2 separate regions of the Gossypium arboreum genome follow, and region 1 is linked to region 2. The links are chromatin contacts, called in public Hi-C maps. All regions are on one chromosome and are shown on one strand. Each heading gives the region's core, a stretch centred on a gene start, on an enhancer-like site or on the middle of the called end of the contact. The rest is flanking DNA. Distances are from core to core; before and after follow the strand shown.

What was found. Hi-C and Micro-C count contacts between places; a contact is called where the count stands out from the background.
Region 1: a contact with region 2 is called in a Hi-C map of leaf, with 3 times the contacts expected there. The contact joins two enhancer-like sites. A contact is called at or near these places in 2 of 5 Hi-C or Micro-C datasets (both in leaf).

What each region holds. Positions count from the first base shown.
Region 1 is chr12:35,176,026-35,182,206 of ASM2569848v2, reverse strand. No RefSeq gene overlaps it. Among protein-coding and RNA genes, the nearest start is that of LOC128286014, 44 kb to the right of the region's middle. Within about 2 kb of position 2,181, at least 2 of the 2 cell types and tissues checked have an H3K27ac peak or open chromatin away from gene starts, as enhancers often do. A contact at or near this core is called in leaf, where this site is marked.
Region 2 is chr12:35,006,052-35,011,634 of ASM2569848v2, reverse strand. No RefSeq gene overlaps it. Among protein-coding and RNA genes, the nearest start is that of LOC128286014, 130 kb to the left of the region's middle. Within about 2 kb of position 3,989, at least 2 of the 2 cell types and tissues checked have an H3K27ac peak or open chromatin away from gene starts, as enhancers often do. A contact at or near this core is called in leaf, where this site is marked.

The sequences.
Region 1 (6,181 bases), core at 932-3,431, 170 kb before region 2:
ACATGATGTCCAAAATTTATGGTTCACGTAGAGATAGGGTCGTCCAATGAATTCAAGGAGCCATCAATTGACAGATTGGGTTGTTTAATTACTGCCATCATTCTGGGATGCAAATGAAGTTTCAATTTCAAAAGCTAATCCTAGCTCAGAGTCCTACCAATCTAGAACCTCTGGGATTCTGATTGTTCTTAAAGAGGGGAATACTTGTACTGAGTTTGCAACTTTCAAAGGGTGCATCGGAAAGAAGGCTGTAAAAGGAAATAAGATGAATAGATGCAAAGATGAGGAAAACCTAGAACTCTCACTCCTCATATGTCTATAACTTTCATATGCAACCGAGTCGATTTAATTGAACAAAAGCATACAACATTTGGGTTTAGCTTGTATACGAGGAGAGGGCAAGCCATCCTTTCAAGTACCAGACAGCTTGGGTTCTACCAAGAAAATGGTCGGTCCTTAAAAACACTTTCTTCTTTTTATCTGTCAAATGTGAGGTACGGTCCCAGTAGGGGACCAAAGTTCTCATAATTCTACTCCCAGATGCACCTGGCTCATCTCCAGAACTCTTCTTCGTCCATTGAAATAATTGGCCTATGCCACGTTGCCATCTATCTAATGCACCGTAATCAACGGGTTTCTAAGATGATCCTGATAAGGAAAATAAACAACCAGAAAAGAGAAATTAGACACACCTTCTCTCTGGTCTAAAATCTCATCTTAGCACTACAATTGCTAATGTGAAAAACGCTAAAGACAACATAATATATGGAGTTTCCAGAAAAAAAAGAAGAAAATAGGCAAAGCAAGTGACAAACGAAGTGGGGCTAGGCATAATTTATAAAATTTTAAATTAATAATAGTAAAACTATATTTTAATTTTTAAAAAATAATAAAATTATATTTAATCTTTAAAAAATTATAAAATATTAATTATTAATCATAAAAATAAATAATTTAAATTTCAACCCAGGAAAAGCAAGCAATTAATGACCATTGGCAGCCAAAATTGCTACTGAAAGTCGACAATGATCTCTTGAAAGTTGAAAATCGAAAGCCCATTATAGGTAACCATCTCAGTCTGGGTGGCGAAGAACACTAACAGGTGACCATATCTGGTTTAACCATTGATGTTTTAGAAGAAAACAAGTTGCAGCTTAAACTGGTGCTCCAAACATTCTAAAAACATGGTCTGATCTTCATCACCTAAATTCTTCCGAGTTTATAATCTTTAAATATAATCCATTTGAATGCACCGTTTCAACTCTAAAAATCCGCCCTTCCTTGGCCATTTGCAGCAGCTGGTTGTGAAAGGAATATTCATGTTTTAATGTCTTCTTTCAGTGTGTGTAAGAACCATCAATGTTGCCCACCATATTTGGCCATGATTCAGTCCAAAGTTCTAGGCTTTGGTTTAGCTGAAGGTAGGAAAAAAGTTAGTATGTGAGATAATAAGGAAACTCATGAGCCATGGAAGTTGCCGACGTTATTTAACATTCATTATCAGATGAATGATTGACATCCATGACTGTAGCAGCGATAGTGATACTGGACCATAGGAATTGATTGAACGTTGACAGGTTACTAAAATAAAATAACAGAAGCTAAGTGTGACCGTCCACACTAATCCGAAAAGTATTGCTAACTCTAACCCATTGGATTTGAGGGCTAGTTTATTACTGTTTTTGAAACTTGTGAAAAAATATTTTTGAAATTTTTTGGCTAATTTACTAATTTCACTTAAAAAATTTTGATATTTATAAAAATGACCTAGATTCAAAAACAATTATTAAAATAATTTGAAATAAACAATATTTTTGGGTATTAGGAACCCAATGACCGGCACTACATAGTATTTTGGTCCCATGATTGCTTAATGATTGTGTCAGGCTTTAAAAAATTAATTTTTTTTTAGTTTAGAAACCTAATAGTCGACACCAGGATATTTTTTTAAAATCGTATCATACTAGAATATAAAAATACCAATATTTTAAAAAAAAATATTGGTTCTGGCCATGTAATTGTTGGCACCAGAGATGTAAAAAAAAAAAAAAAATTGGTGCTGACAAGTAAATGGTTGGCACCAGGTACTTTTTTCGTGTCCCAATGTAATTTTTTTTTTACTTTGGTACACTGATGGCTGGCACCAGTTAAGTTTAAAAAAGAAAATTTGGGTGTTAACCATGTAATGGCCGGCACCAAGTACTTTTTCCGTGTCCCAATATTTTTTTTTTGAACACTGATGGGTGACACCAATTAAATTTTTTAAACAAAGAAAATTTTTTTTGGGTGTTGGCCATGTAATGGCCGACACCAAGTACAATTTTGGCTCCCAATGTAAAAATAAAAATAAAAAATAAAAAATTGGAAACTGATGGCTGGCACCAATTAAAATTTTTTAAAAATAATTTTTTTGGTGTTGGCCATCTACTGGCCAGCACCAGGTACTTTTTTCATGTCCCAAGGCAATTTTTTTTTTTACTTAGGGACACTGATGACTGGCACCAATGAATTTAAAAACAAAAATTTTAGTGCTGGCCAGTAGATGGTCGACACCAAATTTATCAAATATATATAGGTATTTTATCTTTTATTTGAGTTTTTTGTTTGCTTTATTAATTGAAAATCAAGATTAAAAATATTAGTTTTTTTCTTTATTTAGAATGAAGCAAAAAAATTTTAAGATAAGTTCTAAAATTTTGTTTGTTTATGTTCATTTCAATAGAGAAATGATAAATACAACTGAAGAAGGCCGTGTATTTCAAAGTAGAAAAAAAATAGGAATGAGATTCAACAAGCGTATTTCGCTGGCAGATTTAAAACGAAAAATTAGTACAAAGATAGCAACCCATTGTAGAAAGCAAATGTGAGATTGTTTTACAAATTTCTGATTTCAACTGATCCGCTCAAGTTCTCCAAAATGGAGCTTAAAGATGATGATGATCTAGAGACAATGATAGCAATTTATTGCCCCCCTGAGATAGAAAATCCCAACCCTGTTGAGTTGTTTGCGGAGATAGCTAAATCGAATCCTATTCAAGTTGTAACTCCAAGAAGCTAGTGCTCTGGAATTGATTTTGATCTTAAAGTCTCCTAGGAAAATCAGTCGGGTTTTGGACGGTCAATGCCAACTCCCGAAAATCCAAACACCGGTGGATGTTCGTATAACATCCCAAACTCATGTACTCGTCTAGAGATCCATTCAGAGGTGTTGGCCACCATAGAATATGGTGATGAAGAGTCTGATAATGATGATCAGTCCCACTGTGATTCCAACGATGATTTTAGTGACCTCGATTTGGATGACATCCTTGAAGCATAGACAAAGAAAGGCTGATGGAGGGTGAAAATGTAAACCTCTATTTGGCCGTGAACACGGGCCCTGGTATAGTTATAAGAAATAATCCAGGGTCCTTCATAACTGACGTGGATCCTGATGCGGCTCTTGCAGGCGAGTTCTCGGAATATACAAACATTGTGCTGGCTCACCTACTTGATATTGAATTCGGCGATGAAGAGTTGTTTGTAGGACAACAATTCGATAACCAACAAAACTGTTTACATGCTATAAAACAACTTAGCTTGAAGTTAGGTGTGGATTATAAAGTAATGAAGTCGACGTAGTTTTTGTACGTAGGAGAATGTTGGAAAGCGTCAAGTGGTTGTAACTGGCATGTTTGAGCCGCGTTAATGCAGCAAACACAGATGTGGATGATAAAGAAACTAGAAGGTCCACACACATGCACGTCTACTCGTATGTCGCAAGACCATAGAAAGTTAGATACAACAACTATATGAAACTGCATAATCTCTTTAGTGAAAGAGTCTCCCACCATTCAGGTGTCGGCTTTTATTGCAAACATGCAAGCTCAATTCAAGTATAAAGTATCGTACAGAAAGACATAGTGGGCAAAGCAAACGGCGATACGAGAGTTGTATGGTAACTGTGATTCGTCATGCAATGAGCTTTAAGGGTGGATAGTCGGGATGCAAGAGTATGTGCTTGGGACAGTGACTAATTTGCAAACCGTATAAAGGTCAGACAGGGAGATACAATCGGGGAAACAATTTTTTCACCGATTGTTTTGGACGTTCAAGCCGTATGTTAGGGCTTTCCCTCACTGCAAGTCAATGGTGCAGGTGGACGGGACATGGTTGTATGGAAAATACACGCAAATACTCTTGATTGTTGTTACACAAGATGGCAATCAAAATTTACTTCCGATCGCTTTCGCCATCATGGAGCGTGAGTGCTTCGAGTCTTGGGAATTTTTCCTTAGAAATCTACGGAGGCATGTTGTTAGAAAAGACAACATTTGCCTTGTATCAGATAAATCGAAAAGATTACTTGCTGCGATAAGGCGATTGGAGGTTCCGTGAAGGTTTGTTTATTGCATCCGGCACATTGCATCAAGCTTCCACAGAGATTATAAGAATAAAGATTGGAAAAAAGAATTCGTAAACATGGGTAAAAAATTTTTGTTTGTATTTATTTCCAAAATTACTTTTCAAATTTTTTCAGCCTATAAGTTTTTAAAATACTGATTTCAAATTAAATATGCAGGTGATGAGTTAGAACCGCGAAGATTCAGGCAGAGGTTTGCGAGGCTTGAATCTCAGATGTCATCTTTACCAACAAATCTCCGGACATGGTTAGGTAGTATGAAGAACGGGCAATTGACTCAAAGTTACGGTGAGGGGTTTCGGTATAGGAAAATGACGACCAACCTGGTAGAGGTGGTCAACTCTGTATTGAGGCACACACGTCATCTGTCGATTTCTGCTTTTTTTTAGCAACATTTTATAGGTTGGCCACATTGATACCTAGGCTAGGTTTGAGACAAGCTAAGTAGATCAAGGCCAAACACGTGTACATTAAGGGTGTCCGAAAGGCCATGGCGGTAAATAGTCGAAGGGCACAAACAATGAACGCAGAATTGTATTCGCGCGACTTGGAGACTTTCTGAGTTCAAGGGTACATCGGCCGTCGTTCGGGTCTTCCACCTAGGTTTTATGTAGTTGATCTATGAAACAAGTGATGCGATTGCGGGATATTTCAGAATATTCGATATCCATGTGCGCATGTTCATGCAGCGTGTTCGAGAGCAAAATTAAATGTTGAACAATTCATAGACGAGATCTACACATTGCAACGCACATTGCGTATATGGGGAACGAATTTCCTGTAATACCCTATGTCTCAAACTGGAAGTTCCACCCCCTGCTTTTGAGATGGTGCCTGACCGTAGTCTCCGTACACATCCTAAAGGTCGACCACAATCGACAAGAATTTGAAATGACATAAATGTCAGGGAAACGGGCGAACCCAAACTGTGCATTGTGTGTCGAACATCCGGACGCAACCAATCAACTTACCCACATCGTGTCTATGTTTCCAGTCAATCATCTCGCAATGCCGAACTCAAAGATGGTGAATTATCTATTATTGAGGGCATGTTGTAAAAACATTATAAAAATATGAAAATTTTGATAAATGATATACTTTACTCGAATTATACACTTGATTAAATATAATACAATATACATACATATTTAATTTAAAACACATTAAAATGAAATAAACAACAATGAGAGAAAAATAATAAGAGAAAATGTAAATTAAAATGGAAAGAAAGATAATTTAAATGAAAAGAAAAAAAATTAAATTTAAATGAAATGAGAAAAAAATTAAAATGGAAAGAAAGATAATTTAAATGAAATGAGGAAAAATTAAATTTAAATGAAAAAATATAATTTAAATGAAATAAGAAAAAAATTTTATATTGAAAAAATAATTTAAATGAAATGAGAAAAATTAAATGAAAATGGGAAGATAGATAATTTAAATGAAATGAAAAAATAAATTTAAATGAAATGAGAAAAAAATTAAATTAAAATGGGAATAAAGATAATTTAAATGAAATGAGAAAAAAATTAATTTTAAATGTAAAAAGATAATTTAAATGAAATGGAAAAAATTAAATGAAAATGAGAAGATAAATAAAATAAATGAAATATGAAAAAATTAAATTTCAATAGAAAAAAATATAATTTAAATGAAATGGAAATTCAAATGAAATGAAATAGAAATTCAAATTAAATGGAATTGAAATAGAAATGAAATGAAAAAAAAAAAAGAAGAAGTGAAATGACATGCTAGGCAAGCCTGTGCCACTACACACAC
Region 2 (5,583 bases), core at 2,740-5,239:
TATATACATTACATATATTTAACCATGCAAACAATTTCACATTCATGAAAGACTAGCTTGCATTCACATATTAATTTTTAATATTAGCCATTTTCTATGGCCTTATACAAAATGAACCAAATACTAAAGTAAGCCAACACATTTGGGCAATTAAAAATGATACAAAACTCAAAAGTTAGGGTCCTATACATGCCATAATCAAAATAAAAGATCTAACTATACCAAGTGCTTCAGATGATAGTGTGATCGATGCCTCGGATGTCCGATGATCCTCAAGCTAATTAGGTGGCACTGTAAGAAAATGGAAAGGAAAGGGAGTAAGCATAAAGCTTAGTAAGTTGCATGCAAATAATTATAACAACAACTTTACCATTCATCATCATGCTCATAGTACAAAAGTAGGCATAAGCATAACTTACTCATCACTATCCAATACAAATCACATAGCATATATTGAGCTCACATCTCATACGTTTCAAATAGGTACCTGTACCACTCACAACATGGTTATACTTTTCTCATTTAACTTAAATTGTAACTCTCACCGTTGAGCCATTTGGTCACTAAGCCTCAAACATAAGGTATGATGCCAATGCCATGTCCCAAACATGGTCTTACACTGGCTCATCCATCAAGTCGATCCCATGTCCCAGACATAGTCTTATACTGACTATCAAAATTGAGGTTGACGCCATGTCCTAGACATGGTCTTACACTAGCTCTCACTTATCCGTGTCGATGCCATGTCCCAGATATGGTCTTATACTGGCACCTCTATACATGCCGGTGCCATGTCCCAGACATGGTCTTACACTGACACATCTCGTAGCCGATGCATGTCCTAGACATGTCTTACACTAGCTTACATCTCGAGGCCGATGCATGCCCCAGCATGTCTTACACTAGCTCTCGTCTCAATGCCGATTCCATGTCCCAGACATGGTCTTACGCTAGCTTTCATAATATGGCCGATGCATGTTCTAGACATGTCTTACACTAGCACACAAATAACCCGAATGTCATGGCATAAATATCTGATTTATTTCCTAAGGTTCAAACGGGAGTTCTACTCCTAAGGTTCAAACGGGAGTTCTACTATCTCAATATTCATCATACATAATCATTTCCACAAACAAGCAATTTATGCTATATGAATTCAAACATATATAATAACAATGTAGTTCTATTATTTACATACAACTTACCTCGGATTACAAAATGTAGATAACTAGTTCGGCTTAGTCCACTTGTTTTGCTTTTCCCCGGACTAGGCCCGAATTTTGTAATTCTTAACGTAAAATGATAGAAATTCATTCATTTCATCAGCATATTAATCTAGGCACTCGAAAATTCATAATTGGGCAAAATAACTATTTTACCCCTAGGTTCAAAAATCAATTTTTATCGAATTTCCTTATTAGCAAAGCCTAACCGACCATTTATCTCTCTTATGGCAACCCCAAATTCCCAATAATTCACAACATTACTATCTATTTTTGTAAACTTTAGAAAATAGTCCTATTAGGATTTTTCATGAGAAGTTCCTTCACAAAAGTTGTTTATTTCACAACCATGATTCATTTTCTTCCATAAAATTTTAGAAAACAACATGAACACTCTCATGGTAAAACCGTATACTTTCAATCATTTTGCAAAATGGCCCCCTTGTTAGAAAGCTCATGCTACAAGGATCTCAAAAGTACAAAAATATTCAAGAAAAGCCCTCAAAGTCACTTACTTGCAAAGGCTTTAAGTTGCTGAAATTTTTCAAGCTTCCATGGCCATTTTCTTGGATGAAAATCAGTGGAGAAGAAGGAGCAAAACAAAAAGATGATAGTCTTTTTCTTAGGTTTTATTTTAATCAATTTAGGCCACCTAACTTTGACTTTCTCATCCCTTTTATCCTTATGGCCGGCCACCACTATTTTAAGGGTCTATTTGCCCTTTAAAGACCCCCAATTTTGGTTCTCTAGCTATTTTACACCCTTAGCTATCAAAATAGGACTTTTGCACTTTATGCTATTTAGTCCTTTTTCACAATTAAGCATGCAATCGCTAAAATTAATCCACCAAAATTTTTATGCACTCGTATAATAATGCCATAACACATAAAATAATTCCAAAATAATTTCTCTGACTTCAGATTTGTGGTCTCGAAACCACTATTCTGACTAGGCCCAAAATTGAGCTGTTACAAAATGACCAAAATGCCCCTAACTTAAAAATATTCTATTTCACCTATTTCATGTCCATTTTTGTCCAAAAGAAATAAATGATATAATTACCATATAAGGACCTTCAATTTAAAATTTCATAACAATTGGACACCTCTAGCATGTAGAAATCAACTTTTACACTTTTTACGATTTAGTCCTTTTGACTAAATTGAGCGCCCAAACGTCAAAATTTTGAAACGAAAATTTCAGAAAATCATTTCGTGAAATCTTAGACCATAAAAATATAATAAAAATAAATTTTCTTACATCGGATTTGTGGTCTCGAAATCACTATTTCGACTAGGCCCAAAATCGAGTGTTACACTTATATTACACGTACAATAGTGACCTTACATAATAATTTTTTATTTAATTTTTAAATTTTAATAATTATTTGTAATTTCTTATAACTCTTAATCATCTCTAAGTAATTTTTATAGTTTTATCCGATTTTTGTAATCATTTAATATTTATTTAAGAAATCACTCTAAAATGAACTTGGATAAATAATTGTCCAAATTTATTTGAATCGGACAATCATTTATTTTGGATGTTGTTTTAATCACTTTTAATTATTTTACAATATTTTTATATTTTCTAAATAATTTTCTACAATTTTAAATTATTTCAAAAGTCACATTCAAGATGATTCTTTGTCCTAATTCATCCTCTATATGATTTTTAAATAATTATTATAAACTTTTATTTATTTTTAAGATTTTAAATATTTTTAAGTATTTGCTATCTTAGCATTTGTCACGTCAACATAAGGTACATGCGGTACACCACATATCATTGCTTAGTTACTCCATCGATTTTGTTTTCACTTAAAAGTAGAAATGAATGATAATTTTGACAGAAGCCCAATTTTTTAAAACATAGATGGAAATTGCAATTTTTCTAGCGTACAATGGGGTTAAATTGTTTATTTGTTAGTAGAAATAACAAAATACAATCCGACTTTTGATTTAATGGCATCATAGTACTTTTACCTCTTTTTCTTAAAGAATGCTCCTCTCTGAAAGGTTGATTGTTTTGGTATTCACAAATATTTAATTTAAATTATAGTAAAAATAACTAAAAATGATAGTTAATTTTATCATTATATATGAAATAAATTTTAAATATTTTAAGTAATTAATATAAATTTTATATATTTTTACGTAATTAATATCTTAAATTATGAGAGTACAAACTTATAATTTTAAACTCAAATGAATATTTATAAAAGCCAAAAGCTGGATTGGGTTGGTGTTTTTTTTTTCTTTGGACAAAATAAAATTTGACTGTTCAGCATTAGGATGAGAAACTATTTTTCTTTTTCACATCCATAAGAATAATAAACAAGACCTAAATTTTTTAGTGAAAAGGATTATTTTTATACCAATTCAACGGTGACCCAATCATGCCGATATTCAAGTTTAAATATTTATCCAGACGAGAAAAAGAAAATTCGGTAATATAATGGCGTGAACAAAAATGAACCGTTCATTAAGGAATGGTAGATAAATGTGGAGAAGGTGGAGCTTTTATATTTATCATCCAAATATAAAGTGGGGGCTTGAGTTGATTCACATCGTACAATTGACGTAACCATCCATTAGCCGAAATACATATTGAATTTTGTAGAAAAACGATGGCGATACAGTTAGTTGACAGCAGGCAGTGGCTGATGATGATCACCATTTTTGCTTAGAAATACCCCAACAGCTGTCCACCATTTTCCTTTCGGATAGAAACACAGGTAATCCAAGTCGCCTTCTTAAATGGCCCCACAAATCCGAATCTTTGAGATATTGCCTGCATTCTTCCCATGGGTGACTTGCTGCTTCTTAAGGTCGGGAAAAGGGTCGCTTTCTTCTGCTTTATTTGGCGGATGGACCCACCAAGTCTCCCTCCATCTACTTCTTCTACTGCTACTATTTTTTCATGCCACTATTTTTTCATGCCACTTTCATCTTAAAATTGTTGGATGATGTTAAGATCGATCTTTTGTTATTTTTCGGATTAATATTTTAACTGATTCTCAGTTCAATTAACTGATTCATTCATTAGGTTTAAATAAAATTGATTTAAATTTTAATTAGATTGAAGTTTGACCGTCAGATTTTTTGACTCAAACTTAATTTAGATAAAATAAATAACGTCACTCTTAAATAACTTTTTAAGTAATAATAAATTATTAATCAGATTTAATGTTTGTTTATTGAATATGTTGTGATTTTCTTTGTAATGTGAACATTTCTCTTTCAATGAAGGCAATCCAAGCCGAATTTTGTTTGCAAATTCCAAAGAGATAAGCGCTGATCCTTCCATTTCCTTGGGTATCAGTCCAAATCAAGGGGAATTTAAAGCCAGCTGCTTTTGACCTTTTCTTTTCTGCAGATTAGCCAATGATTGTATAAAAGATTGTAACATTTCAAAGATTACAATGCCAGCATTTCTTCTTATATCATTTTATTGGTATACTGAAATGGAAAGATCAATTTGGTTTTGGCCGGATATCTGAAACAATTATATTATTTCATTTGTATAAACTGATAGAACTGGAACTTATCCTATTTTGCTAGGTATGATCCAAACACTATTGGTTAAGCAACCTAAACTATTATTGAATCTGATTCAAATAATTAACTAATTTCAAATAAAAAAGTTGTTAAGTTTCTTTTTGTAGTTTTTTTATTTTATTTTAAGGTGTTTGGTTTAAGAAATTTCATATTTTCAAAGTAATGTAAGATTCTAGAATGACATTTTTAGAATGACATTTACCTTTTAAATCTTAAAAGATTATTTTGAATCAATAATATTATATTTTCAATAGTACTAAAATTATGAAATATAGGTGTAATTTTATTACCACCTCTTCTTTATGTAAGATAATATTATTGTAGTCGATTGAGTCTTAGATCGATTGACACAGGTATTATTGTCAATGCAAGAGAACGTGGGTTAAAGTGCGCTGAAAAGCATTATCTTCCTATTTATAAGTTAAGGAGTGACTATGAGTAATTCTAGGTATAGTGCCAAAAAGTGCAGATATAATCAGAACGTATAATAAAATTGTTAAAAAATAATAATATTCTTACATAACGCTATTTTTTTTTATCAATTTTACCTTTCAATTTTATTATCATTTTACCCGTAATCATAGTTTATCCTTGCAATCTAAATATTTTTATTATTGATCCCTTAATTAATATATTCAATATAATTATTTTTAAGTTAGGATTTGAATTTGAATTTGAATTTGAGAATTTGTAACTCATTACCACTTTTTCGATGTTTTAAGAATAAGGTGATGGTTGAATGGACTAGACCATCGTTCTTAATTCAAACAATTTAAAATTAAAAATTCTAAAAAATCATA